Linked DNA regions of Macaca mulatta: region 1 is linked to region 2. Evidence: chromatin contacts called from public Hi-C data. All regions are on one chromosome and are shown on one strand. The core of a region is the stretch at or near the end of the contact, and the rest is flanking DNA. Distances in the headings are between cores, read along the strand shown. Region 1 has its middle 61 kb from the start of CLMP. Region 2 overlaps CLMP (CXADR like membrane protein).

Region 1 (2,700 bases), core at 80-2,579, 150 kb before region 2:
TGATGGTTAATGTTTCTTTTTTTTTTTTTTTGAGATGGAGTCTTCCTCTGTCGCCCAGGCTGGAGTGCAGTGACACAATCTTGGCTCACCGCAAGCTCCGCCTCCCAGGTTCTAACGATTCTCCTGCCTCAGCCTCCCCAGTAGCTGGGATTACAGGCATGTGCCACCACACCTGGCTAATTTTGTATTTTTAGTAGAGACAGGATTTCTCCATGTTGGTCAGGCTGGTCTCGAACTCCTGACCTCAGGTGATCCGCCAGCCTCGGCCTCCCAAAGTGCTGGGATTACAGGCGTGAGCCACCAGGCCCAGCCAGTGGTTGATGTTTCTTTCCAGGGCCTCTGGGCAGGCCAGCTCACAGGGATGAATTTAACCCTGCTGTCGATTTAGATGGAGAGGCCTCGTGATCAGACTAGAGATTTTTCAACATTATGAGACTCTGATGAATAAAATCGTTTCCCCCTTCATTTCAGTTCGATTCCTCTTGTGAGCCAGGATGGGGACTAGGAGGATGACTCTCTTCAGTTCAACATGAAAAAGCAGAATTGAAATGGGTGGCTTTGTGCCCAGGTTTTGCACTGAGACCTCAGCCTGTGCAAAGTGGAGATCCTCTTCCATCTTCCCCAGCCTGCTTCTCTCCTGTGGGAATGCGGATCACTTCCCAATCTTAGTGGGAACTTCATGGAGGCCACGATGCATGCTGCTGCCCTAATGGGAAATCTGGTCACTCTCGCCTTACCCCATACTTCCAATTCATTAACAAGTTCAGCTCCTTCTGCCTCGTAAAGCTATTTCTCACATCCAATCTCTGCTCTCCTGCCCTTAGTTTTTTTTTTTTTGTTTTGTTTTTTGGAGACAGAGTCTGGCTCTCTGTTGCCCAGGCTGGAGTGCAGTGGCACGATCTCAGCTCACTGCAACCTCTGCCTCCCAGCTAGCTGGGATTACAAGCACACACCACCATGCCCTGCTAATTTCTTTGTGTGTGTATTTTTAGTAGAGATGGAGTTTTGTCACGTTGGCCAGGCTGGTCTCAAACTCTTGATCTGAAGTGATCCCTTTTATCACTTTGTACCCTCCGAAGGCACTCCCACCCCCAGTCTTTCTATCCTCTCACTCAAATCCACTAGAAAATGCATATTCTGAGATGTCTCAGGCCTAAGTTCCTCTGAGACCTCATTTTGACTCCCTTCCAACTTGCTCAGATAACCACTGCAATTGCGCAGATGTTAGGTGAAACCCTTCAATTAACTGCCTTTCATTCCAAGAGTCAGGACATTTCAAATGGGTGGAGTAAGAGTTCCTGCAGTTGTCATGGCAACGACAGCCAGCCCGAGGCCCTGTGTTCTCCTCTGCCAAGCCCCACACACAACGCTCACACCCTTCACCCAATAGGTCCTAATCCATCATGGTTTCTTTGATAGTTTTCAGCCAAAAGTCCTGTGGTAGTGACAGACTTGGAAGTGAATAATACCAGGATAAAAAGCAGAGGTTATATAACTCTGGGTAAAACAGGCCCCTCTCATTAGTACAAAATTTGAGACTCAAGCAAGAATTCACCACTTTCCTGAGAGATATTTGGCAGAGACAGGAACATTGGTGGCTTTTGCTCTCCTTAACCCCTTTAAGCTAAAGCCACTGATGGCCCATCTCCCACCAACTGTTTTCTCTGCCTTCCAATTCCCTGAATAAATCTGTATCTAGCTGGAGCTTTACCCACAGACTCAGACCTGCCTGGGCCAGAACAAGGGTCAAAGTCAAAGAACAGGGGAGGCCAGGCACGGGGGCTCACGCCTGTAATCCCAGCGCTTTGGGAGGCTGAGGCAGGCGGATCACTTGAGGTCAGGAGTTTGAGATCAGCCTGGCCCACATGGTGAAACCCCGTCTGTACTAAAAATACAAAAATTAGCTGGGCGTGGTGGCGGGTGCCTGTAATTCTAGCTACTCAGGAGGCTGAGGCAGAAGAATCACTTGAACCCAGAGGCAGAGGTTGCAGTGAGCCAAGATTGCACCACTGCATTCTAGCCTGGGTAACAGAGTAAGACTTCGTCTCAAAAAAAAAAAAAAAAAATCATTGTTTAGAGGAAAAGACAGATATGAAAAGAGATTGAGGATCTAGATGGAAGGGGCAGGAACCACCAGAGTGAAGTTTCCATATTTGAGACAATCACTACTTGGTACTTTCCGATATGGGGACTTGTTTAATCTTCATAACAACGTAGTCAAATAGTTATGTCTCCATTTAACAGATCAAATAACCGAGGAAGAGAGCTTAAATCACTTGCCAAGCCACATAGCTATTAAGTGGCAGACCTGGGTCTCAAACAAGTCTTCATTTCCAAATCCTTGGGTTGCCTTTACCAACCATACCATTCTGCCTGCAACACATTCACAGGCACCCACTCAGCTTAATTTCATCTGTCCAGAAAGCTCTGCCCATGCCCTTGGCCTGCATTCCCATCCTCACGTTCCCAGACACACCTCACCAATTATCATTATTTTCCCTTGCCACACATAGGCAATGCAGAATTGTTAGGCAGAAACAGACCAAAGCCCCCGCAGCGTGGTGGCTCACACCTGTAATCCCAGCGCTTTGAGAGGCCAAGGTGGGAGGGTTGCTTGAAGCCAAAAAGTTTGAGACCAGCCTGGTCAACACAGCAAGACCCTATCTCTACAAAAAAATTTAAAACTTAGCCAGGTGGGGT
Region 2 (2,700 bases), core at 77-2,576:
TAACTGACTGTAGGCAACAGTCATCTGAGAAAAAGTCCCTTCTAGCAGAGATGAGCAGGGGAAGAGAACTAACACTTTAGTGGGAGACTACTATGTGCTTTCACGGTGCTAGCTGCTTTCCTCAGTGTCTTCTTTAATTCCCATTTTGCAGATGGAAACATTAAGGCCCAGAAGGTAATTGTCTCAAGCTCCCAGAGGTCCTTTGATAAGTGCCTGAGGTGCATGCAAAAGCTCCCACTTAAGGAGCTGAGGCGGGCTGATCACCTGAGGTCAGGAGTTTGAAACCAGCCTGGTCAACACGGTGAAACCCTGTCTCTACTAAAAATACAAAAATTAGCCAGGCATAGTGGCGCACGCCTATAATCCCCGCTACTCAGGAGGCTGAGGCACAAGAATCAGTTGAACCTGGGAGGCAGAGGTTGCAGTGAGCCGAGATTGCGCGACTGCACTCTAGCCTGGGCAACAGAGTGAGACTCTGTCTTAAAAAAAAAAAAAAGAGAGAGAACCCAGGCCCCTCTCTGCTTAGGTGGGTTAAAAAAAGAAAAAAAAGGCCGGGCGCGGTGGCTCAAGCCTGTAATCCCAGCACTTTGGGAGGCCGAGACGGGCGGATTACGAGGCCAGGAGATCGAGACCATCCTGGCTAACACAGTGAAACCCCGTCTCTACTAAAAAAATACAAAAAACTAGCCGGGCGAGGTGGCGGGCGCCTGTAGTCCCAGCTACTCGGGAGGCTGAGGCAGGAGAATGACGTAAACCCGGGAGGCGGAGCTTGCAGTGAGCTGAGATCCGGCCACTGTACTCCAGCCCCGGCGACAGAGTGAGACTCCGTCTCAAAAAAAAAAAAAAAAAAGAAAAAAAAAAGTACAGAAGATCCTTTGGGCAATGTGAAAAAATGTAAAAGATTTAATGTGAAAAAGAAAGAAAGAAAGAAAGGAAAGAAAGGAAAGAAAGGAAGAAAGGAGGAAAGAAAGAAAGGAAGGAAGGAAGGAAGGAAGGAAGGAAGGAAGGAAGGAAGGAAGGAAGGAAGGAAGGAAGAAAGAAAGAAAGAAAGAAAGAAAGAAAGAAAGAAAGAAAGAAAGAAAGAAAGAAAGAAAGAAAGAAAGAAAGAAAGAAAGAAAAGGACAGAAGGAGAAGGACCTTAGAAATCTGTAGAAATCGCAGTGGCCTCCTGGAGTCTAACCAACTGAAGTTCAAGGAAGACTAGAAGTGTATGCGCCCCGATCTCGTGGCTCCCTGCCTTGATAAAGCCATTTGTATTCACCGAGGGGCTCCTCCCTGCACTGCTGTATTTAATTCTGGATATGGTATAAATAGGACTTGGCTGACTGTCAAAGCACACCCACCACAATGTTCCGGTCTTTTTGGGACATCAACCGAATCTGAGCCTTTGATTCCCTCTAGTGGCTTAAATTGGCAACTTTTGTAGCTGGCTTTTGGCATTTGTTATTGAATGTTTAAGTATCTATTGTATGCACTAAATTGGTGCTGGGTTCTCTAGCTCTGCCTGGAGTGTAGGGCACTGGTTTCATTTGAGCATTTTTGTGTCCAGTGGAAAGTGATCAGGGTTAAGCCAGAGCTCGTTCTTACAAAGCTCCTTCTTACAAAGCTTAGCTTAGTATAGTGCAAACCAGTGAATTTCCCAGCTGTTCTAAAGCTGCTTTATTGTAATTCTGGGAGGATGGGTTATTATATGGATTATTTCTGCCACTAAACGAGTTGTAGGACCTTGCGCTGTCTCTTTTACCCCTGGGTCTTAGTTTGTTCATTGGTAAAAATGAGCATGTGGGTTACACTCAAATAAATTCAACAAATATTAATTGAACACTTGCAGTGTGAGACCCTGGGCTGAGTACTATGGGAAGGCAGTAATGAATGGTACTTGATCTCAAGGAGCTTACAGGATAATGGGAGAACCAGATATCCTGGAAGCCACATAAAACTGGGCAGGAGGAGGCTGGGCATGGTAGCTCACACCTGTAATTCCAGCACTTTGGGAGGCTGAGGCTGTTGGATCACTTGAGGCCAAGAGTTCGAGACCAGCCTGACCAACATGGTGAAATCCTGTCTCTACTAAAAATACAAAAAAAAAAAAAAAAAAAAAAAGGCACGTTGGCACATGCCAGTAATCCTAGCTACTTGGGAGGCTAAGGCAGGAGAATCACTGGAACCTGGGAGGCAGAGGTTGCAGTGAGAGGAGATTGCGCCACTGCGCTCCAGCCTGGGTGACAGAGCAAGACTGTCTCAAAAAAACAAAAAAAAAAAAACAAAAAAAAACCTGGCTGGGCACGGTGGCCCTCGCCTGTAATCGCATCACTTTGGGAGGCTGAAGTGGGCAGATATCACAAGGTCAAGAGATTGAGACCATCTTGTCCAACATGGTAAAACCCTGTTTCTACTAAAAATACAAAAATTAGCTGCGTGTGATGGCTTGTGCCTGTAGTCCTAGTTACTTGGGAGGCTGAGGCAGGAGAATCGCTTGAACCAGGGAATCGGAGGCTGCACTGAGCCAAAATCGTGCCACTGCACTCCAGCCTGGCGACAGAGAGACACTCTGTCAAAAGAAAAGAAAAGAAAAGAAAAGAAAAAAAAACCTGGAAAGATAGCTCCAAGGGCCAATCTGAGGTTCTACAATAGTGGTGTTATTTGCAGGAATAACTAGGGAAGTTACATACCTTTTTTTTTTTTTTTAGAGACAGGGTC

What was found. Hi-C and Micro-C count contacts between places; a contact is called where the count stands out from the background.
Region 1: a Hi-C map of fetal cortex germinal zone shows a contact between it and region 2, with 2.7 times the contacts expected there. The contact joins two enhancer-like sites. A contact is called at or near these places in 8 of 14 Hi-C or Micro-C datasets (CD4 T cells, blood, cortical neurons and 4 more).

Annotation. Positions count from the first base shown.
Region 1 is chr14:123,859,765-123,862,464 of T2T-MMU8v2.0, reverse strand. No RefSeq gene overlaps it. Among named protein-coding and RNA genes, the nearest start is that of CLMP, 61 kb to the right of the region's middle. Within about 2 kb of position 1,329, at least 4 of the 40 cell types and tissues checked have an H3K27ac peak or open chromatin away from gene starts, as enhancers often do. A contact at or near this core is called in fetal cortex germinal zone, where this site is marked.
Region 2 is chr14:123,706,022-123,708,721 of T2T-MMU8v2.0, reverse strand. The region is part of intron 1 of CLMP (CXADR like membrane protein); the gene reads left to right. Among named protein-coding and RNA genes, the nearest start is that of HSPA8, 41 kb to the right of the region's middle. Within about 2 kb of position 1,326, at least 12 of the 40 cell types and tissues checked have an H3K27ac peak or open chromatin away from gene starts, as enhancers often do. A contact at or near this core is called in fetal cortex germinal zone, where this site is marked.